Linked DNA regions of Mus musculus: regions 2, 3 and 4 are each linked to region 1. The links are chromatin contacts, called in public HiChIP or PLAC-seq maps. All regions are on one chromosome and are shown on one strand. The core of a region is the stretch at or near the end of the contact, and the rest is flanking DNA. Distances in the headings are between cores, read along the strand shown.

Region 1 (5,995 bases), core at 1,740-4,239:
CTTAAGTATCTACTACATACAAGGTTCTGAGCCAGTAAAAAAAGTGTGGTAGATTTCTGGGGTTCTGGTGACAGGTCAGAACCTCTTGCCAAGCCTCAAATCTGCCCTATATCTGAGCGCCATTGCAAGAGGAAGCACTGAGGGTATGCACTGTCCCATCCAGGCCTGAGGCTGAAAAAATGTGAGAAGCACTGTAATCGTGGTGTTCAAGACACCAGTGGTGCGTGTGCAAGCTGGCCGAGAACTCACAGAGACTCACCCGAGTTTCGGGACTAAGTGTTCACCATCTTGCCCTGCGAGTTCAGGGCTTCTTAAACAATTTCTTCCTGGATTTAGTTCCCAGCACCCATACAGTGGTTGACAATCCTCTGTTAACTCCAGTTCCAGGGGATCCAAAGCCCTTTTCTGGCCTCCAAAGGAATGATAGTTCACAATCATACAGGAAAGCAAAATACTTATACACATAAAAATAAATAAATCTTAAACAGCAATAGTTAGTATTTATTAAACTTAACTACTTTCTTTTTTGTTCCTTGTGCCTTTCTAAATTCTATAGTCCCTGAAGATGTTTCTCATACCAGGAGATCAAATAAAGGCACCAGTAACCACCACCCTAAGAGCCTGTATTATATGTGACTGCACACTCCTAATGGCAGAGCCCACCTTTCTTCAGCTCTGCATCCCTGGTGGACAGCATAAGTCCTGGCCACACAATGCAAATTCAGTAAATGCAGAACAGAGGTTATCATCTAAGGGTCCTCAAAAAGCCAAGGTGTAGCTGAGCATCAAGATGCACAGATCAGGGGGCTGGAGGCGCTGCTCAATGGTTAAAGAGCATTTGCTACTTTTAAAGAGGACCAGGGTTCTATTACGAGTACCCACATCAGGTAGTTCAGAACTACCTATAGTTTCTCTCTAGGGGTTCAGATACTTTCTTCTAGACTCTAATGGCACTTGCACCTACACACATGTGTGTGTGCATGTGTGAACACACACATGTATATGCACACATACACATAATTTAAAATAAATCTTTAAAAAAATACAGATCCGATGAATCTACACAAGACATTATCTATGCTCAGATTTGGTATTTTACCTCTTAATTAAAATATCTATTCTAAAGGCAGGGATAGTGGTATAACTTTAACCCCAGCAGTTGAGAGGCTGAGGCAGGGGGCTTATGAGTTCTAGGCCAGTCTAGCAGACACAGTGATTATACCCCATCTCAAATGAACAAGCACTCTTTCTGAGCCTTAGTCACTCAATGGTTACTAATGAACCGACACAGTGATGGTATATCCTGGGGATTTGGTGGTGACATCCATTCCATCTTTATGAGGTTCCAACTTTCAACTGCTTTGAGTGTAACTCAAACAGGTCCTCCCATTTCCCTACTCTACAAACAAATCCTTCAAGAACTTATAGTGAACCTCACACAGTAAAGAGCATCCTAGGACCAGGGAAGTAACTCAGGAGAGCGTGTGCCTACCATGCATAAAGCCCTTGTCTCAAACCCATAACATAAACCAGCTGTGACAGCTTAGGTACTACTAGCACAACGAAAAAAGAAACAGGAGGGTCAGAAGTTCACGGCTCAAGTTCAAGTTCATCCTTGGCTACATAAAGACTTTGAGGTTAGTCTAAACTACCTGGGACCCTGTCTCAAAATAAATCTGTGAAATATATATATTCACAAGTATGTAGCAGCAGATATATAAGAGCATCTAAATGTTTGAGAATTACACCACTCTTCTGGCCAGAGTCAGCAGCATTTTCTATTTCACTCACCGTAATCCAAAATCTACACACTATCTGCACAGATCACTAAGGGCTCTCTCCCTTCTGTCAACTTTCTTTTTTCTAGAGGATTCTATTTATTTATTTATATTTATTTGTTTGTTTGTTTATTTATAGACAGGGTTTCACTATGTAGCCCTAGCTGGCCTTGAACTTGCTATATACTGGTTGGAGACCAGGCAGGCCTCCAACTCACAAATCTGCCCTGTCTCTGCCTCCCACATTCATCCATCCAACCATTCATCCATCCATTCATTCATTCATTCGTTTGTTTGTTTTTTGAGACAAGGTTTCTCTGTACCCTGGTTATCCTGGAACTCCCTCTGGAGACCAGGGTGGCCTAGAACTCACGGAGATCTGCCCGCCTCTGCCTCCCGAATTAAAGGCTTGCACCACCACACCAGAGCCATTTTATTTTTAAAAATTATGTATGTGGCTATGTGTGCATCAGTTCAGTACAGGTGTCTGGAGCTTAAGTTACAGGCAGTCATGAGTCGCCCAGACATGGGTGCTGAGAACTAAACTCCCATCCTCAGCAAGAGCCATCTTTCCTGGTAGCCCCTCCTCCATCATTTTCTTTTACGCTCTGTGGTATACCTATTCCCCAAACATACTAAATATCCCGATGTCTGCATAAACTGTGACCTACCTATTTCCCAAACATACTAAATATCCCAATGTCTACATAAACTGTTAATCTCTGCCCACATGCTCTTCCCTTAGTCTCACACGTCCTCAGATCAGGCATATTTTCACTATCCAACACCACCTACTTATTTTTTGTCTGATTTTTTCACACCGTTCCAATAAAATTAAATGTTCCGTTTACTCAGACTCTCAATAAATACTTGGAGTTAACACCGCCGTCTCCGCCTTAGACCTTTTCTAGCCCAAGTCCCACCTGATGAGCACAAACGCCGTCGCTAAGTGTCCAATCATCCTGTTTGCATAGGTCTCTCATTTTCTCATTCTGAGCCCAACCACCTTCAGCACCAGAACACCTGCTTAGATCCCAGGCTGCAGGGAACGCGGGTCACACTGACTCGCGTGCTGCGACCGAGGAAAGGCAAGACCCAGACTCCCCAGGGCTGTGGGGTGCCTAGGCGTCTCGGTGGGACCCCGCAGTCTCTAGCCAACCCTCAGAACCAGATCTTGGCTTACCTAACACACCTTGCTCAGAAGAGAACACAGTTGGTCCCGCCCCAAAGCCACTTCCGGTTCCTGATCAGCTTTGAGTGGCATTCTGGGAGTTGTAGTTTTCAGTCTAACAACGCACTAGATGATACCAGTAGATTGGCTGGGCTTCTATACTCTGGGTTATCTGTCTGTTAGTTGACGATGGCAATTCCAAGTCCTCGTAAACCTTACATAGCTCAAACAGGTGACTAGTGGCTTTCTGGCGACTTTAAACCAAGCTCTAAACCACCTACTTTGTCTTTTTGGTCAGTATGGGGCCCTTAAGATTCCCTGGGTTTCCCTTCAACCAGCAGGGACTATGAGCTAGCACAGCCCTTTCCTGAGCACACAGTGGTCCTTCTGCCGCCAGGCTGTCCAAGTTCAAAGCGCAGACAAGACTTAGCAGGCAAAGAGTCTAGTGGCTAGTTACATACCTTGAACATCTCCCTTCACATATCAACTCAGAAATAGGCTCAGATGCGTGAAGCGACTAGTCCAAGTCTTGTCTTTACTTTTCTTTTTTTAAGATTTATTTTTGTTCATATGTATGGGTGTTTTGCCTGCATACACATGTGCATTTCATGCATGCTTGGTACTTGGGAAAACCAGAAGAGGGTATTGGAATCCCACTCCCCCGCACCTCTCCAACCTGCCGCCCCCATCGGAACTGAAGTTACAGAGAGTTATGAGCAGTCATGTGGGGGCTGGGAACCAAACCTAGGTTCTCTGCAAGAGCAACTGTAGTGGCTATTCCTGGTTGTCAACTTGACAATATTTGGAATGAACTACAATCCGGAATTGGAAGGCTCACCAGTGACCCTTATCTGGAGGCTTGGAGATCCTTATCTGGGTCTTGGTTTGAAGATCTTGAGCCATAGTGGCTATGGATTCCAGAAGATTGAATCTCCGAGTTTAAGGAACACACCTTTAATCTGGGCTACGCCTTTCATCTGGGATTAAAGGTGTGGTGGGACACACCTTTAATCTGGGCTACACCTTCTGCTGGAGACAATATAAGGACATTGGAAGAAGGGAGTCTAGCTCTTGCTCTTGCTCCTTCGCCTGCTTGCTGCGTGAGACTGAGTAACTGCTAGATCCTTGGACTTCCATTCACAGCTGCGACTGAACAATTGTTGGGAATTGGGCTGCCGACTGTAAGTCATCAATAAATTCCTTTACTATCTAGATACTATCCATAACTTCTGTGACTCTAGAGAACCCTGACTAATACAGAAGTTGGTACCAGGAGTGGTTCTAGAGTAACAGAAGTACAAGGATGAATCTTTTAAAATACTGGAATTGGCTTGTTGATCCACCAGCACTTTCAACTATTGAAACCTCTCCAGATTCTCTCCCTCCTGGGAGCTCAGAGAATTTTGAAGACCCATGGTTGAAACTATATTCTGAACTTAAAGAAGCTAATGACCTTGATTTTCTTAATGAATTAGGTGATTCAGTGCACAAAGCTTTCTACAAGATGGGGAAAAAATCGGAAAATGATTTTACTGGCTGGCTGCTCTTAGTATCTGTGGAAAAAATGATGAATGAAAGGAAGGAGTTGTGTGATAAAATCGAAAGGCTCCAGACACAAGTAAACGATCTAAAAGTTGCTAAGTGTGTCCTTGAGGAGAATCTTCTCTCTTGTAGCAATAGAGCTCAAGTTGCAGAAAATCAAACAGAAACTCTCATTGTAAGGTTGGCTGAACTACAGTGAAAATTCAAGTCTCAGCCTCAGAGTGTGTCAACAGTTAAAGTAAGGGCTCTAATTGGCAAAGAATGGGATCCTACAACAAGAATGGGATGTGTGGGAAGACCATGTTGAAGCTGAGAATTTTGAATCTTCAGATTCTCAAGGGTTTGCCCCACATGAGGAAGTAGTACCCTCAGCCCCACCCCTTGAAATAATGCCTTCGCCACATGAGGAAATTAATTTTGCAGAGTCTGATAAACCAGCAATGACTTTCACTACTGATGTTTCTCGAGGCCCACCAATAGTTTCTTCTAGACCTGTAACCAGACTCAAAGCAAAACAGGCTCCTAGAGGGGAGGTAGAAAGTGTAGTCCATGAGGAAATTAGATACACTACTAAGGAGCTTAATGAGTTTGCTAATTCATTCAAGCAGAAACCTGGTGAATATGTGTGGGAATGGATTTTAAGGGTGTGGGATAAGGGTGGAAGGAACATAAAACTAGAGCAGGCTGAGTTTATTGACATGGGTCCTCTGAGTAGAGATTCTAGGTTTAATACGGAAGCTCGCATAGTTAAAAAAGGTGCCAAAAGTTTGTTTGAATGGTTGGCTGAGGTGTTTATCAAAAGATGGCCTACTGGAAATGATTTGGAGATGCCTGATATTCCGTGGCTTAGTGTTGATGAAGGGATTTTAAGACTTAGGGAAATTGCAATGCTAGAGTGGATATATTGTGTAAAGCATAATTGTCCACAATGGGAAGGTCCAGAAGATATGCCTTTCACCAGCTCTATAAGACGCAAATTGGTGAGAGGGGCACCAGCACATTTGAAGGGTTTTGTTCTTTCCCTTTTCCTTGTGCCAGATCTTAGCATTGGAGATGCTTCTGCTCAATTAGATGAATTAAATTCACTGGGTTTAGTTGGATTCCGAGGTAACAAGGGCCAGGTGGCAGCATTGAATCGCCGGAGACAAGGTGATTCTAGTTATTATAATGGACAGCGTAGACAAAAGAATGTTTATAATAACATACCCAGTAATGGTCAGCACAGGAGAGGTGAAATTTATAATGGCATGACTCGGTTGGACCTTTGGTACTGGCTAACCAATCATGGTGTTTCCAGGAATGAAATACATAGGAAGCCTACTGCATATTTGTTTGATCTGTATAAGCAGAAAAATTCTCAAACAAATGAAAGAAAGGCTACATTAGATCGTGGTAAACAGCCAAATGAAAGAAAGGCTACATTAGATCGTGGTAAACAGCAATCTCGGCCAGTGAATCAATTTCCAGACTTGAGACAGTTTGCAGATCCGGAACCCCTTGAATG
Region 2 (6,023 bases), core at 633-3,132, 740 kb before region 1:
AGGGCTTCCCAGAAGACTTCCAGCCCTGCCTCTTCTGCACTCCAGCGCCACTAAAGACCATCCTGTCCACTAAGGTCATTTCTCAAGGTCACACTGAGTGGGTAACAGAGCCGGGGCTGGAGCTAGGGGCCTGAACTCCTGGCCATTCCCTTTATTGCTTAGAGCTGACACCACCTAGTCCCTGTGTTCTGTAGTTAAGCTGCAGCCAAGAGCCCTGCCCAAGAAGGGAGAGAAGGTGTGAGACTCTGATAAGGTGGGCTGGGCTATTTTTAGAGGGCTCTAACTTCCCACTTAGGATGCGAGGCACCCAAGAGCCAGTGGCTGTCTAAACCGTGGACTGCAAGGCTAGCTCATTAGAGAGCAGATGCCAGAGTGACAGGCGCCCTGTCTTCACTCTGCCTGTTTGTTGTGAGGTTTGAAGTCGGTGAGAATCTTCCTATTGGGTGATTCCCCTTTCACTCATTTATCTGTGAAGCCCGGAGATAGCTTTAGAGAAAACGGAGCGATCTTCAGGATCTATTACTAGACTCTCCACACTATTACTCCAGCCTGGGAAAGTCCCAGACATTAGCAGATCACAAAAGAGGGGTGCAGAGTCCCCAAACCTGCCAGGAAAGGTCGGTAGAGACAGGAAAGGCAAGCAGACTGCAGTGGGGGTTGGCATGACCTTGAGCAAAGGGTTCTGAAGCCCTTACAGGGGCAACAGTGGGACCCAGGGTGAAAGATAAACCCTGTGGGAGGGAGCCCCCACTAAGAAAGAACCCAGAATCTGGGTTTAGAGTCTGGCTCTGCCAGGTCTTCGGAATCTCATGGGGAAAGCTGAGAGAGGTAACTAAACAGAGAGCTGGGGAGGTTCCGGGTTAAGGGAGTTATCACAGGTGCCACACAGGGAACTGAATTGCCTGAGCCTGCCCAGTTCATTTGGTCACTTGTTTTGCCGAGGTGCTGCTAGCAACTCAGCCTAGAGATGCTCCCAAACACCCCAGGCACACTTCCCAGGCTATTCCGAGGGCCACAGTGGGTCCTAGGCCAGGATTTGAGTTCCAAGAGCCACCAAAGTCTCTGACTTTTGCAGCTGTGTCCTCAGCATCCTTACCCTGCCTGAAACTGCAGAACAGGTGCAGGGGAGTGTAGGCAGTTCAGAGCACGCCCTGGCCACTCTCGTGGCCCCGGGTACCATCTCTTTGAAGGACCCTAACTTCACCTTACAAACAGGAAAACGAGATCCAGAAAAGAAAGGAGGGTTGCCTAGGCCGCCCCTCAAACTGGAGACAACCAGTGGCCTCCTGCCTCTACCTGGTTGCGCGCAGCGAGGCAAGCGCAGCTGGTGCTTTAAACCTCAGCTAGTTCCAGCAGTTTGGGAAACTTTTCAGGCGCCGGCCAGATCGGTGCTCAGAGGACTCAGCGTCCCCCGAGCGTGTATCCCCTTCCTCCCCAGACTCCCAGGAGGGCTCGTGACCAGCTCACAACGTGCCAATGCCCAAGGCACCCCGGGCGGCTCCCAAGGTCCCCGGGAGACCAGGTCTAGTGCCCCGGGCGCCCTGACTAGGGTTGGGCGCATCAGGCTGCAGGGACGCTTAGCGCCAGCGACCCGATCATCAGGCTGGGGAACCGGACCCCGATCCCCGAAGGCCACCCGAGGCGGCGGCTATTTATAGAGGGAACCGTGCTCAGTCCCTTCTCAGCGGCTGCGACAGCTGAATATTTTGCCCAGATATGGCTGCGCCCCGGCGCGGCGGCAGGGAGCCCCGCGAGGCCGAGGGGGACCTAGGGATGGCGGGCGGGGGGTCTTACCGGGATGCGGGGTGGCGCGAGCGCGGGCGGCGGCAATGAGCGGAACGCGGGGCTTGGCGAGTTCCCTGGCGGCCGCGGGTGGGAAGCCGGGGGCGGGCCCTGTTCTGCTGTCACCGCGCCCCGCCCCAACCCGCCGCCCTCCCCGCCCTCCTGCTCTACCAGGGGCGACAGGGTGCTGCGCGGTCCCCGGCCTGGGAGCAACACTCGCTATTAGGATCTAGGGCCACCCCAGCCCCGGAGGCAGGGGAATGTGTGGTTCCCTGCCTTGTTCTCGGTTTCTCCAACTTGATTTTATGCTACGTTGGAGGTATCTGGACAAAGTCGCGCAGATCTTTACTCTCGTCTAGAATGTTCCAGTAAAGTCAGCACAGCTACACCTAGCTTCCTTTGAAGAGGCAACCTGTCCCCTCGGCCAGGACTGGCACGGGCCCAGGGCTTAATAACCATCTGTGGACGTGCAATTCCAACGCAGAATTGAACGCCTTCTCCCTACACAGCATTGAGACTGGAGCGTCCGAAATCACCACTTAAAATAATCGGAATGAAAGTTCCTCCTTCTTAAAAGGCTAATGTGTTCTCTCCAGAACAAACCACTTAAACCCAAACCGAAGCCTTTAAGTGTTTCAATAAACAAACGGCTCCTACCAACGAATCCAAACAGGCACAGGGAACATCTCCGTTGGATTATCCTACCGTATTTTTTGGTGAGGGAAATCTTAATTCCTAGATGCCTAAGGAGAAACGCTGAAAAGTATTTTCCTAATGCATTACTGTATTATAAAACCCTCGCCCTATTAAGAATGTCCTTTTCAAGGGAGAAGTGGGGTGTATTTTTAAACAAAGCAGGGACTTACTATTCCCAAGGACTTATTTTTAAGCGTTTTGTTGTGGGTGTAAATACTTTCAGGGCACATATTAGTGTGTAGCTTTCTGAATTTTATAGTAAGAACACCTGTGCAAGCCAACCAACAGCCTGACCCCGCTCCCCAGTCACCCACCTCTCCCTTCTAAGACACTGTTTTGTGGACCCTTCCAGAAGTCTTGCCCTTATTGTCAGGTTGGTGCCTCTTGCTCGCTGCTGAGGCTAATTTGTGACGCACCATTCTTTCCTACTGTTCAATTTATAGGTTTCATCCCCAGCGAATTTACCATATGAACATAATATGGTATTTCCATATGAATGCATCCTATTTTAAAAGTGTACTTTGCTAGTAGTGGAAATTCAGAATATTAGTGTGGCTCAGATTATTCTTTCTCATGGTCTGCAGGAAGCTGAGTTGGAGAGTTGAGTCTCTAGGAGAGATGAGCAGAGGATTAATGCTACTTGCAAGTGGTTCCCACTTAAGTTAAACCACTTCGGTTTAACAAGAATTGCTACATTGTAGCTACACTGGTAGAGAGGAGCCGCATTCATTGAGGCTTTGATCCACAACACCAATGCCCTGTGTTCACATTTGCTGACACCTTTTTGTTTATTGGCCAGCTGGATTTTCTTTTTTTGTGAAGTGTTCGTTCAAACTTCTTGCCTATTTTTACCGAAATACCCAATATATCAACACAATATGGACACATACCATATACCACATATGTAATATGCAACAGTGCGTATCCTTCCACTTTGCTCTTTCTCCTCCAGCCTTTTAAAGACAGCTGTCTCTGGCTCCCAGGTGCTCTGCCAGCTGTGTCTGGTACTTTGCTACCTTAGTCTCTCACAGGCAGGGCTCTGGTCCACTGGGAATGGACTCCGGACTTCAATACAGGCTAGTGGCTAAATTCATGTGTGTGTCAAGCGACCTCACATCACACTAATTTTATCCTTCCATCAAAAAACATAAATGCTTTAAGAATGGAAATGTTTAAGTCAGGGAAATAGGAAAGGCTTCCTTTGGTTGTGTACAATTCAGGGATCTGTGTTCTTTTCTGCTGCTGAAAGACATGGCTATAAAAATCATGACTTTGCAGCTATTGGATGGAACACAGGGCCCCCAATGGAGGTGCTAGAGAAAGTACCCAAGGAGCTAAATAGGGTCTGCAACCCTATAGGTGGAACAACAATATGAAATAATCAGTATCCCCAGAGCTCGTGTCTCTAGCTGCATAAGTAGCAGAAGATGGCCTAGTCGGCCATCACAGGGAAGAGAGGCCCCTTGGTCGTGCAAACTTTATATGCCTCAGTACAGGGGAACACCAGGGCCAAGAAGAGGGAGTGGGTGGTTAGGGGAGTGGGTGGGGGAGCATGTGGGGGACTTTTGGGATAGCATTTGAAATGTAAATGAAGAAAATACCTAATAAAAACATTTTAAAAAATCATGACTTTGCCTTAACTCAAACATTTATGTTCTGGAAAAATTTTTATTTCATCATAAATAATTATTTTAATCACTGGCATAAGTATTCTTAAATCTTGCTATTTTGGAAGAGTTTTTATTTCATAATAAACAATTATTTTAGTTAGTGGCATAAGTGTTCATGAGTATTTAAAAATACATTTTTTAAAAGCCAGAATACTTTGTTTGTTTGTTTTGTTTTGTTTTTTTCAAGACAGGGTTTCTCTGTGTAGCCTTGGCTGTCCTGGAACTCACTCTGTAGACCAGGCTGGCCTTGAACTCAGAGATCTGCCTGCCTCTGCCTCCCAAGCGCTGGGATTAAAGGCGTGTGCCACCACGCCCGGCTGGCCAGAATATTTTTTATACATTTAAGATGGAAAGCTTTAAAAGTCCTGGTCTTTTCTTTTCTAGTATTGCTTTCCCTAGTTTTTCTCAAATAAAAAGATGACTTTAAGAAAGTTTGTCTCCAGCCTGGTTTTCTCCTTGAAGTCCACTCACTTCCTATTCCCAATAGCCTCTGAGCATCTTCCCAGCAGTCTACTAGTTCAAATACAATGTGCTCAACCCAGACATTCACCTTCCACTCAGGCCTGGGTAAGGCACCAGCCTGGGTAAGGCCTGACTTTGCTTTGCTCCCACGCCTCCTGTATCTATGCTGTCTATGCTAAGATTCTAATTAAGAACTTCAGGATGTCTTCAATGTGTTTATTATTCCAGTGCTCTGCCCTTAGTCTGGGGGTTTCTCCACCTCATCCTAACCACAGCTAAAGCTTACAATCCACCCACTCGCCCGTCTGTCCACCAGTAAGCCAGCACATGCTGCACTGTCCAAAATGTCATTCTGTCTATGTGGATGACACAAGAAGTGATCATGTAACAGTTACAGAATCTAAAATGGTCTGTCCTCTTCCTGGTTCCATGATGCTGTGACATCCCATAACCAGTTAGCCAGCAATCGGCAAGGGTGGGAGTACAGACTGTATGCATGCTGTCAGGCAGTACAATTCAAGAGTCATCCGTCCATGAGCAGGTATTCATGGTGTGCTACTGGATAAAGAGATGGCTAGGAGTTGTCCCAAGGGGCCGTCATACTTGAGATGACTAAGACAGACAACTAGCTGGCTGTCTACTCTTAAGGTGCAGTGATACCAGGACCTGGAGAGGCATGCTCACATTTCACTGGAGAGCCACGCCTGGGGTAATCCCAGCACTCTGGAAGCAGGAGGATCTCCAGCCTGGACTATATAGCAAGACCTTTCAAAAAAGGACCAGGGCCAGCTCAGAGGGGAACAATCAAATCACTGCAACTATTGCAACGTCAGTAGTTCCGGATGGTGGCAAGTGGGTCCAGGCTCCAGGGGAAGGTCCAGGTAAAGCCAGGGTAAAGGACAACTGGAGAGGACAGGGCCAGGGAGGGAGAGTGTAGAAAGCCTGGCCCTCGAGGCTGGACAATGATAAGCCACACAAGGTTTGGGGTGAGGGCGGATGAGACGACTGAGCAGATAAAGAAAGGCACTTGTTGCCAAACTGATGGCTTGGGTTCAATTCTTAAAGACGATGAAAGGGTCAAGAACCAACTAGCTCCTGACGTTTCCCTGACTTCTACGTTGATCCATTTGACATGAAATAAGAAACACACATACACACTAACAATCTTTTTTTTTTTTTTTTTTTTAAATTTGAGACAAGGAGCCCCGTGCTATAAGTGGCTCCTCCTTTAGCAACACTGAGGTACCAGACACTGAGAATAAATATTCTGCTTTGGGGACATTTGCTACATCACTACACCAGAGTGGATCAAAGTGAAATCATTACATTCTCGATTTGTTCGAAATGACCCCAACCTTGCAACGCAGACATCAGTGAAAATGAATGCTTTCAACTTAGGATCAGAATGCCTCG
Region 3 (5,525 bases), core at 605-3,104, 840 kb before region 1:
TGTTCTAACCTTAACTCACGGTTTCCTTTGGACCTCTGCTTCCTCCAAGCATCCACACGGCTCATCCTCACATCACTGAAGCCATAGGCCATCTGCAAGGAGGCCTTACCTAACCAGCTTCTCTCTCACTTTGGTCTCTACACCCTTTACCTCACATTATTCTCCACAACCCCGTGACCTTATAACGAATTGCACTATACCGCTGTGGGGTTTGTCTTAACCCAGGGGAGGGAGCCTCCACTGTTCTACTGCCTCCTACTCCACTGCAAGCACAGAAGCTAGGAAACTGTTTAGCAAGTCGGCACTCCTGATGTATTAGGACATTCTCTCAGGTACTACTGGCAGAAACCTGGGGCTCCACTATATGGGATTCGCTTGGTTGTCTTAACATTCCAAGGGAGGAAGCTAACCCAATTAAACTTGGGGGAGGGAGGGCTTTTTTTCTCAACGATGTCAGCATTTATCTGTGTGTATCACCTCTGAGACATTAGCAGTTGACAAAATAAACATCATCATGAACTACTGGTGAGCACAATATCTCATTTAGCCCCCCGTAGAAACCAAATGGCTTAGTATTATCCACAGTCCACGCTTAGGTTTAAGAAGTCATATGACCCTGACAAGATCACATAGTAAATAATCGAGATGTCGAGCTTCGAACCTAAACCCTTCGGTTCTAAAGTTTTTTCTTGCCTTAACCCTTTGGACCTAACACTAACAGCTCCAAGTGTGTTCTTGAAAGGCAATAATGGTGCAACAAAACAAAATTTATGGCAACACAACGACGTCCTTGCCGGCGACCATCAAAACTGACATGAGAATTAATAATCTGCTCGGGTTTTCCTGCACTTTCTTATAAGGGAAATATGCTTAAAGCCAATCCAACAAAACACCCCGTGCCTGTTTATTAGTGACCTCTGGGGTGTTGGTATTCTTTTTTTGAAGCCTAAAAGAGGGGAATCAGCGGGTGGCAGGTGGAGGAGAAGGGCTCAGATTGCAATACATCCGACCTCTGTCATAGCTTTGTTCTTTTCCTGTCTTCCCAGGGTCCTTTCCAAGTACACCCTGGAGGGCTAAAAGGAAAACACTGGTCCACTAGATATATCTCCTCCACTAAGTGATCCTAAGAGGCAGCAGCAGACAGACACACGTGCGGTTTCCATGATCAGTAGTGAGGGATTAAGTCCTCAGTGTCGCGGGACCCCAGGTCGGATTTGCTCACGGGATTCACCAGGCCTTCCTTTCCCATGACTGAAGGAGATGGGGTAGCAGGGAGGCCGTCGCTTTCCCGAAGCCACTATCCACAACCGAGCCAGCAGCCTCCCTTTGGGGCTCCCCGAGCCCTCCCGGGGAGAAAGGATTCCTATCCGTTCCCGGGAGACTGAAGGCGAGCCCGGCCTCGGTTCTCACCCGGACGCAGTGGCCAGGCCGAGAGCACTTACCATCGTTCTCGTAGCTGTGCCGCCTCCGCGACATGCTGCTTGCTGGTGCGCAGCCGATCTGAGTTGCTAGCCGCCTGCAACCCCAGAACCGTCGGGCTGCCGGCCGGCCGGTGCGCGGTCAGCGGCGAGGCGCGCGGACTGAGCGGCGCGCAGGCGCACTCGCTTACGACGCCTGCCGGAAGCGCGTGCAGAGGGGCACCGGATGGGCTCCGCAGTGGAAGGCCGGCGTCTGCAAGTCCAATTGCGGCCGCCTCCTCCGGCTTTCCACCCCGGGCCCTTCTGGACAGCGAGCTAAATTATCCGGGCCGCAGCGATCCCGCCTCGGCTTTATACAGGCCCGGCGGGATTTTCCCGGCGGCCCCTGCGCCGACGACTTAGGAGACTTCCGGAGAAAGGTGACGGCTCAGGGACTCTCTGCGCACGCGCGCGCCGGGGGGCGTGGGCTCGAGGGCGGGGAGCAGCGCCAAGTTGGTGAAGGGAGACCCAGGAAAGGCCTAGGGTTTGCGGGTAGGTGTTCTCTCTTTCTCTCTCGCCATCCCGCTGTAGACGCCTCGGGAGACCTGAGCGGGGAGGAGGGCAAGCCACTTTCAGCGGTAGGGAATCCAGGCCCGTCCGGCTGAATCTGCTCACTGTAGTCCTACTGCCTACTTCTCCCAGCTGACGGACGCCCCAGCTACTGATCGGTGTGGTTCCAATTGTTCTATTCCTCTGCACGTGTACAGTATGTGGACGTCCTCTGCCCTGTGATGGACACCAAACTGTCTTGTCCATGGTCTAGCCCAAACTTTTCCTTCAGTCTTACCTGTTACAGTAAATGGCCGTTTCGGTAGTTTGCTTAAATCCAAGAATTTAGGGAGGAGTCATTAGCTCCTTCACTTCCTGTGTTACAGTTTATCCACTAACACTGCCTGCTATACTCTGAGAGCAAGTCTAGTCAAACTTATTTACTATGCTTAAAACTCTTCACAGACTTAAAGCAATATTTTATGTATTTGTAAGTCTGTACATCATCCTGGAACTGGAGTTTCAGACTCTCTGTGAGCAAGGAGGAGAGTGCGCGGGAGCGGGGTGGGGGTGCTGAATCCCGGGTCTTCTGCTAGAGCAGTAAGCACTCTTAACCAGTGAGCCATCTTGCCATCTTTCCGGCTCTACTTCTCTTTGTTTATTTTAAAGATTATCGTTTTTCTATTCTTTTCATTTATTTATTCGTACATGCAAGCAATCCATCTTTCCAGGAATTTCCACTGCGAATTCCAAACTATGGCTTCTTGGGTTCTGTTCCCGTCATTGTGTGTAAACCACCATGTTCTTCTGCTAAAGTCCAGCTTGTTCACATTTTAGGAATCAAGACTTATTTTCTTTATCTGTTGGTCTCTGCTCTGAAATTTACATGACTAACTGTCAGGGACCTACAGAGTTATTTCTCTGACTCCTCAACTCTTGCTTTATTTCATTCAGCAAGTACTATATTGTATTAATTAACATTTGTCACCGTCTGTACATGGGACAACGAGACGGTGTTCAGGATACTGAAGCCCTAAGTGACCCTCTCAGGAATGATCACAGGTACTGTAGTCTGACGGACTTAATAGCAAAGGGCGAGTGGTACAAATTATCACTCATCCTTTGCTATTGAGGACAGATTATCCAGAGTAAGACTTTGGAAGAGTCCTCCAAGAAAGGATTTTAATATATTCTCATCTGGCTCCAGTTGCCTGAAATGAGCCAATTCGAGCCAGATGAGAATATATTAAAAATGGGTTTATTGGGAATCTGCTCTCAGGTGAGTTCACTGACCGCTACCAGGATTGAGACCAGGGAAGTCACTATGGGGATGGGGGTGGAGGAGGGAAGAACACAGGAGCAAAGAAAGAAGGGAAGGAGGCCCAACAAGGAGGCCAAAAGGTCTGGATTGTATAGAGAGGAGCCTCTGGGGGAAGGTTCAGGGTTGGGACAGGGTATACCAGATAGGGACTATGGGATACTGGGAGAACCTGAAGACCATGTCTGCTTTGATATGTAAAATATGCACCTTGGTCCAAGGTTAGAAACCAAACCTTAACCATTACTAAATCAGATAAGAAGTGAGTGTAGTTCAAAGTGGATTGCTGACTTTCAAAGGATGGCAAAGCATTGGGCCTGGTATAGTGGCCCCGAATTCTAGAAGTAGAGGCAAGGGGAATCTTAAATTTAGGATTACTAGAACCTCAAGGCCAGCCCCTACTATATAGCAAGACCCAGACTCAGAAAAATTAATTTAAAAACTAGGGGTTGGCCCAGGCAGCATACACCAGCTGATAGGAGGCCCCAGACACATATATAGCAGAGGACTGTGTGGTCTGGCCTTAGTGAGGGAAGATGCACCTAACCCTCAAGAAACTTGAGGCCCCAGGGAGTGGGGGCATTCTCTTGGGCAGGGGACAGAGAAGGTGTGGGATGAGGAACAGAGGGCAGACTGGAAGGTGGATAAAGACTAGACTGTAAAAAAGATTCAAGAATAAAATTTTCTTAATTTTGTTGGAAAAAAAAAATAGGGGTTGGCAAGATGGCTCTGTGGGCAAACCCCTGCCACTCAAGCCTGACAATACAACGTGTGTTTGATCCCTGGAGCCTGTGCAGATATGGAACTGGCAGGCATCTCGGCACAAGTAGCCACAGAAGTAAATCAAATGTAACAAAGAAGACTGCATTGGTTATAGTGTATCCATTTTGGTAAGATTTGGCCACAGTAGCAATTTGGAAATTTTGGCTCTGAGATTTGAGAACAAAAGAAACAAAGCTACAGAAACACTGGAGTTGGTTGATTTGGGAAGTCCATAGTGCTTTTCTGCTCTCATGTGCTGCCCTGTGTTTTGTTTTCCCCTGGCTTACTTCCTAGTTCATGTTTCTTTGAAGATGAGTGCTATTGCCTCAGAAGGGCTCTTCCTGTGTATGAGGAGCCCTTCCACTTGCCTCCTTACTCCACTCATTTTCCTTTGAAATATTTAAAAAAAAAAAAGAAAAGAAAAGAAAAGTCAACTCAAATCAATGTATCGGCTTACCTTTCCTAGTAGATTGTAAACTTAAGAGGATAGACTTTTTCCTATTGCATTTACTGCTCTATTCCTGGTGTGTAGAAGAGAGCCTGGTAGAGCATAGTTGTCACATAAATACACTGTGGAGTGAGCGAGGGGACGAACGGAGAGCTTGGGGTAGGAGGCTACTGGTCATTTCATGAGTCCATTAGCTTCATGTCTGCTTCAAGAAGTAACCAAAGAGCTGATTGCTATATTCTCTTTTGCTTACGTCTCAGAAGATACTTGTCTGCAAGGAACCTGTCCCACTGATAAAGCCAGATGCCTTCTTCCACTTCACCAGACGAAGAGGATGGCCTGGAGACCTGTGTTTTAAAGGTTTTTGATCTGGATTTAAAAGAATCAAATCTTGTTAATCCCAGCAACAGTCTCAAAGCAGAGTTAGATGGCAGCACAAAGAAAAAATACTCGTTTGCAAAGAAAAAGGTAAAATTGCTGTCGGTGTTCTCATGATCATGCATGCAAAGTTAATGAAGTACATGTAAAAGCAGGTTATTGAGCTTGCCTCTACCTCACAGTGTAGTCTGGTCTCGAATCATATAGTCTTGGAACAGTTATGGTCGTGTATTTGAAGAGACTAGGTCCAGGGGCTGGAGAGATGGTCCTGAGTTCAATTCCCAGCAACCACATGATGGCTCACAACCAGTGTCCTCTTTTGGTGTGTCTGAAGACAGTGATAGTGTACTTACATACATTAAAAAAAAAAAAAAAAAAAGAAAGAAAGAAAAAAAGACTAGGTCCTAGAGAAGGTTGGACATCTTTCTTCTAGTGTAGAAAGAGTCCCAGGAACTCAGAACTGTAGTGGAAGGAGAATGACAGGTAACAGGGCAGCTGACATCTAGAGATGTTGTTATGAACCATGCTGGCCAGGGAAGTTTGGTCTCCTCCAGCTAGCTCAGTGCTTTGAAGAAAGGACAGAGCGCTGCAGGATGCTACAGGGTTCCTAAGAATCCTGTTGTAATTGTGCTATAAAAACAGTGATGACAATGCCCCTCTTCAGAGCCATGGA
Region 4 (5,828 bases), core at 1,574-4,073, 530 kb before region 1:
GTTCCTGAAAGGCAGTGCACAGTCTATCACTTCTGTTCCCAAATCCTGCTTTGTTACATGAACATTGTTTCCTTCACATCATTAAATGATCTCTCTCTCTCTCTCTTTCTCTCTCTCTCATACACGCATGCACACACACACAGCTGCATCTATATTCACATGTGCATATGCCATACATGGACATACATATTTCATAAGGACCATCACAATAAACGATACATTATAAACATATTTGCATTTCCACGAGCCTACACATTGCCCATTTTAATGTCTACCTAGACCTCTATTGACAGATGGACCATAATTTACTCAATCGTTGCTGCCTTAGAATGTTTCCAAGTTTTTGATACAGTGGCCAACTCAGAGATGAAATCTTCAAATGGAGCGATTTCTTTTCTTTTTCTCTCTTCCTTCCTTCCTCCCTCGCTCCCTCCCTCCCTTCTTCCCTCCCTCCCTTCTTTTCTAACCATGTCTTATTTATTTTTATTTTATGTGTATTGATGTTTTGCCTACCTACATGTCTATGTGAGGAGATTTCCTGGGTCCTCTGAAAGGGCAGTCAGTCCTCTTAGCCACTGAGCCATCTCTCCATCCCCAGAGCGATTATTTTCTTTGGAAAGAGTCACAGATGAGATCAGAAGGTCAAGAGGTATGAGCAGGTGGGGAGGCCGTTCTAGATAAAGCCAGAGGTGTCTGAGACTACTGGAATCTCAGTACTGAGCACACGCGGAGAGCTTTCCCAGCATTCCCCTCTCCATTCCTCACTCCTTACCTCCGTTCTCCCAAGGCCCCTGACAGCTCTACTCCACGTGGCCCATTGTAAGGTAAGAGCTTGAATGGATGGCCACATGGCTATATTCAATGGCTCTGCTCTGCTCGCCACATAAAGTGACCTCCACAAGGGCTTCTTTCGGGGACAAGGACCTCCCCACCTCAGAGGACCGCAGACTTGGCAGGAATTGAATTAAGAAAGGAAACTGCATGTCACTTGAGAGGTCTGCAGCAGCTCTTCCCAGGCACGGAAAGGCTTTCTCCATCTCCAGACATAAGCCAAAAATATACAAAAGAGCGGACACGGAGCAGTAGGGATGGCTCTTTGGAAGCCTGGTTTGGTAAGTTCTTCTCTCTTCATCTATGCCCCTAGCCACACATCAGTGTCCAGCAACAGTCCCCGTTGTCAGGGATGAAGTATGCAGACTGCCTAGTAGCCTGTATGGATACCCCACAGCCAGACCCTGTCTTTAAACACACTTTACCAGCTATGTCATAGGTGTGTTGTGGTAGATATTTAATCTCAAATCGGGGTTTCTATCCCACCTTAGGTCATTCGGTTTCCAGATAAAAGACATGCAACTTTTATATTTTAATAAACCTTAGTCAGCACTAGAGCTGGGTAGATATCTACCCACCATGTTATTATGTCTACTTCCGTATCAATAACCCCGAGTTATAACTTGCTATGTTCATCTGAGCTGCTCTTAACTCCAATTGCCCAGCCTCATGGCCATGTTTTCATGACTCACTTGCCTACCACATGCCATCTCTCTTTTCTGCACCTTCTCCCCTCTCCTCCTTGTGGTTTCTCCTCAGACCCCAAGCCTGGGGAAACCAATCACTCACTGCCCATCTTTCTTCTGCCCAGTTATAGACAATAGGCATCTTTATTCGCCAATCAGGGATAACTTGGTGGGTAAGGTTACATAGCATCACTTGTATACATGCAACCAGGCCCTGGGGTGTGTGTGTGTAGTAGTAGTAGTATTTAGCATTACAATACATAGCAAAAGACCAAACCTCAATATGGGTGTCCTGAGATTTGTGCTCTGGGACCCTGTCCCAACATTCTTAGTAGCCAAAGGTCAGAACACAAGTGGTTAATTTCCATTTGTGTATCTAAATAATATGCAGAGTGTAACAATCAAGACTGGTCCACACAAAGTCCAAAATACATCACTGTATCTAGCCACCTCAAGGCCCTGTCAACTATAAGATGCATGGATTTATGCAGCATTAAGAAATATCCATGAGGCGCTGGAGTCTTGGTGCAGTGCTTAAGAGCACCGGATTCCTCTTCCAGGGGACCTGGGTTCAATTCTTAGCACCCATAAAGCAGTTCACAAGGGAATCTGACACCTTCTTACCAGTGCACTTAAATTAAATGAAAAAAAATTTTGAAAGAGAGAAAGAAAGACCCGTGAGAGCACATAGCCTTTTCACCTGTGCACCCATTGCTTGAAAGAGAGTCGGGTTCCAGAGATGATAAAAGGTGGGAAACTGGAAATTCTGTAAGTAGAAAAGACCAAGTGCAAAATCATACGTGCACTCGGGCAGTGGATGTTTTATATGAGGGGACTGGGCTATGTGCTCACACATGCTTGTACAGGCAGAGAAGATGCCTGAAAACACACCCAAGAACCCAATAGCCAGAGCAGCCACTGGAAATGGGACTGGGGAACTGAGTATTCGATCTGGGAAAGAAATCCATCTATCCATTTATAAAATCTGGCATCTTAAACTAGAGATTCCCTTTCCTAAACAAAACAAGAAAGAGAGCAAAGTAAAATAAGGCGTCCTGGTGGGAAGACTGAGAGTCATTACATTTTAAGGCCGAGACAAGTTGCCGTTTGGACCACGCTGAGTCTCCCCCAGCGCTCAATCGGAGGTGGCAGAGCTGTTCTGGAGACTTCTCTGCAGTTCAGTGAGCCAGTAGGGCCGCGCAGCGCTGGTCCCGGGCCGAGGGGCGCCCCGCGGTGCGGGCCGGGCCAATCAGCGGGCGCGGGGCGGGCGCGGTGGCTTTGCACGCACCGAGCGCTAAGAGGAGCAGAGGCGCTGCTGCCGTCCGTCTGGGAGCCGGCCATGCCGCGTCTGCCGCTGCTGCTCCTGCTCCTGCCATCACTGGCCCGGGGTCTCGGGCTCCGCGACGCGGGTAGACGACACCCCGAGTGCAGCCCGTGCCAGCAGGATCGCTGCCCTGCGCCCTCGCCTTGCCCAGCGCCCTGGATCTCCGCGCGCGACGAGTGCGGCTGCTGCGCGCGCTGCCTGGGCGCCGAGGGCGCGAGTTGCGGGGGACCCGTGGGCTCACGCTGTGGCCCTGGCCTGGTGTGTGCGAGTCGCGCCTCGGGGACGGCGCCCGAGGGCACCGGGCTTTGCGTGTGCGCGCAACGCGGCGCCGTCTGCGGCTCTGACGGCCGCTCCTACTCCAGCATCTGCGCGCTACGTCTGCGCGCCCGACATGCACCCCGCGCGCACCATGGCCACCTGCACAAGGCTCGCGATGGGCCCTGCGAGTTCGGTGAGTGGGGTTTGACCTAGAAAGACCCAGGCAAATGGGAAGAGCGGGACCCCAATGCTCTTGGGTGTGGGACAGAGAATTTCATTGTACAAAAGTGGACAACACAGCCTGGGCCTCAGTTTCCCCTTCAGGAGCAGTGTTTCGCGTCTTTCTACAGCCTGCTTGCTACCTTACCCACTGCGTGCAGACTTCAGCCCTAGAACAAACAGGAATGTGAATGCTTAAGAACCTGTTATTATAGTTACTTGAAAATGGGTCCAGGTGGATAGGTTGAATGGAGGAAGGAAGGTGAGGATTCCCAGAGTGCAGGGGTCCCACACAGGATTCAAGAAGCACCAAGACAGAGCATCAGAATCCTGGCTATCCAGTGAGTCTCAGACCAAGGGCTTCGAGGAGCTTCCAGCCACAAAGGGCAAGACCTTTGGAAACGTGAGCTCTGAAAAGATTGTGGGACCAGAGATGCTGATCCAGTCTAAAGGGCACGTAATCTGAAGGGTCCTGCTTTAAGGAAATCAATAGAAAACTACCAACTGCTAGGGATGTCAAAGGTTAACTGGTTTTTAACACCACATTGTAAGTGCCCCTAGTGCCCTAACTGATCACTGTCCTGTGTCAAAAAAGAAAGAAAGAAAGAAAGAAAGAAAGAAAGAAAGAAAGAAAGAAAGAAAGAAAGAAAGAAAGAAAGAAAGAAAACCCAAAACAGCAGTGTCTATGGATGTCCAGAGAAGCTAGCCTACTTTGCCTGTGTGTGGGGTTTGACTTGGTCAGGAGCTCTGAGAGAACAGTGTTTGTTTCATCTGGATAGGGTAGTGGGGAACTCGGCGTGGTAAGTGTTCCATGTTTCGGGCTTCTGGAGATTTCTGGCCTGAGCTGGGAGAGGATGTCTAAGCCAGATGCCCAAGGTAACACTTCAAGAAAGATACCTGGGGGCTCCTCTTCCAGCTTGCCTCCTCTCCCTCCAAACATCTCATGGACGCGTGCTCACGTCCAGGATTCTGGTGGACCGCTGGCCATGGGGCAGGAAGTCTACTAGACACAGTGAGGGGCTGAAGCAGGCTGGGTGACACGGAAAAGTCACTATGGCTCTTTCCCAGTCCAGGCTCCAGTGGGGGACAGTGCTGGCTGGGGGTACTACTGGGTAGCTCCTGGCTTCTCCAGTGACACTGAGCCAGGTCTATTTCCCTGCCCAGCCACAGCAGCTCCAGGGGAGCCACTGTGGTGCCCACTCTGCTTGGAATGCTGTGTCTGCCCGGTGCACCGACAGAGTCCCATCTTTCCCCCTCGTAGCTCTGTCACTGTTTTTACAATCTGCCTCCTCAGCAGTTGGTTCTCACGCAGCTCCCTTTGTCTGAGACAGGTAGCACTAATGGCACACAGGACACAGAAGAAATGCTGACCAGGCTCCCCAAAGCTTCCCTGTGCTGATGGGCTTGGGTGATTTTTTTTTTTCCTGGAGCGACATTCTGTTCCTAGGAAAAAGAGCCCTTCGAGGCATATAACTCAAAGCTGCTGTTGTACAGAGGAGACCCAGACCCAGAGAAAGCAGGGGACTTGTCCATGATGTCCACTTAAGGCTGCCACCTTCCAGGTCCCAACCCCTTGTCCAGCACTCTTTCGGGACTGGACTTGATAATATTGTCGGGCAGATGGCGGTTGCTATGGTTACCAGAGTACAGACAGATGGCAGATGGAAAGCCCACACCCCTAATTCACTGAAAATTACCAAATGACAAGTAAATGTGCCAGCGCACACCCACCCACCCCCCAACTCTGCGGGCTCTGAGGCTCGCCCTGGGCTCCAGCTTGGAGAATAAAGGGTCCTCAGAGCCAATGGGAGCAATTCAGGAGGCACTCTCCAGGACCTCATTAGTGGCAGGCCTCTGCACTCCTGAGCCCAGCTGTCCTTTCCACCCGGTTTCTGTCACCCACCTCAGACCTGATGATGTCTCCCTGTCACCTCTTGTCTTCACAAGCTTGTGTGGTCCTTGTCCTTGTGTCTCAGGGAGGTATGGGCACCCGTGCACAGGGGACTGTTTTTCCTACACTAGATGCACCTCATTCTGGGCTGCCCTAAAGCTATCTTTAATTCAAAAGACACAGCGGGAGCACTTTTAACAAAGCCCCAGGGGACCCTGTTTGAAGGGAAACAGACAGTTTTACTTGAGTGTTGGTGACAGTCACTCCTCAGCTCCTCCCAGGCACCTCCACTTTAATGGAGTGATGGTTCATTATTGATTATCTCCTTCCGAGTGGTGACAGTGCCTCTGTGATGCTTCCCTGGGACAGTGGTGGCAAACTGCCCTTCCCAGAAGCCTTTGCTCAGAGCTGCCCACTACCTAATATTAGAGCGCCCTTTGATCTTTGTACCCGGAGGGCCTGTGTGTGAATATTTTATTGTTAGACATCGCCTTTGTACCTATTGTTGTCCTTGATTTTTGCAGCCACGAGAGGGAGGGGATCTTACCCATCTTAAGGCAGAGTTCCTAGACCTTCCTAACGCTGCGACCCTTTAATATAGTTCTTTATGTGGTAGTGA

The links. HiChIP or PLAC-seq counts read pairs in DNA pulled down with a chosen protein or histone mark.
Region 2: a contact with region 1 is called in an H3K4me3 HiChIP or PLAC-seq map of embryonic forebrain, with 5 times the contacts expected there. The contact joins the promoter of Tmod1 here to the promoter of Trmt10b in region 1. A contact is called at or near these places in 1 of 39 promoter capture datasets (liver), 2 of 115 datasets of contacts at active chromatin or transcription factors (embryonic forebrain and embryonic stem cells) and 1 of 9 other capture datasets (embryonic stem cells).
Region 3: an H3K27ac HiChIP or PLAC-seq map of large pre-B cells shows a contact between it and region 1, with 2.6 times the contacts expected there. The contact joins the promoter of Tstd2 here to the promoter of Trmt10b in region 1. A contact is called at or near these places in 2 of 39 promoter capture datasets (liver and pre-B cells), 2 of 484 Hi-C or Micro-C datasets (CD4 T cells and cortical neurons) and 2 of 115 datasets of contacts at active chromatin or transcription factors (astrocytes and large pre-B cells).
Region 4: an H3K4me3 HiChIP or PLAC-seq map of forebrain shows a contact between it and region 1, with 3 times the contacts expected there. The contact joins the promoter of Igfbpl1 here to the promoter of Trmt10b in region 1. A contact is called at or near these places in 12 of 39 promoter capture datasets (the 3T3-L1 cell line, 3T3-L1-derived adipocytes, cranial neural crest and 7 more), 2 of 15 datasets of contacts at CTCF or cohesin (large pre-B cells and pro-B cells), 3 of 484 Hi-C or Micro-C datasets (embryonic stem cells, pre-B cells and pro-B cells), 6 of 115 datasets of contacts at active chromatin or transcription factors (cardiomyocytes, embryonic forebrain, embryonic stem cells and 1 more) and 2 of 9 other capture datasets (adipose tissue and embryonic stem cells).

The regions. Positions count from the first base shown.
Region 1 is chr4:45,294,162-45,300,156 of GRCm38.p6, reverse strand. It overlaps Trmt10b (tRNA methyltransferase 10B), which reads right to left and starts at 2,989. Exons shown (of 9, transcript NM_027266.4): 1 at 2,962-2,989.
Region 2 is chr4:46,035,081-46,041,103 of GRCm38.p6, reverse strand. It overlaps Tmod1 (tropomodulin 1), which reads right to left and starts at 1,882. Exons shown (of 10, transcript NM_021883.2): 1 at 1,795-1,882.
Region 3 is chr4:46,134,804-46,140,328 of GRCm38.p6, reverse strand. Tstd2 (thiosulfate sulfurtransferase (rhodanese)-like domain containing 2) reads left to right here and starts at 1,854. Exons shown (of 10, transcript NM_173033.3): 1 at 1,854-1,949; 2 at 4,735-4,942. The coding sequence starts at 4,778. It overlaps Ncbp1 (nuclear cap binding protein subunit 1), which reads right to left and starts at 1,818. Exons shown (of 23, transcript NM_001033201.3): 1 at 1,443-1,818. The coding sequence starts at 1,476.
Region 4 is chr4:45,823,822-45,829,649 of GRCm38.p6, reverse strand. It overlaps Igfbpl1 (insulin-like growth factor binding protein-like 1), which reads left to right and starts at 2,823. Exons shown (of 5, transcript NM_018741.2): 1 at 2,823-3,292. The coding sequence starts at 2,857. It also overlaps a transcript of Stra6l not described here.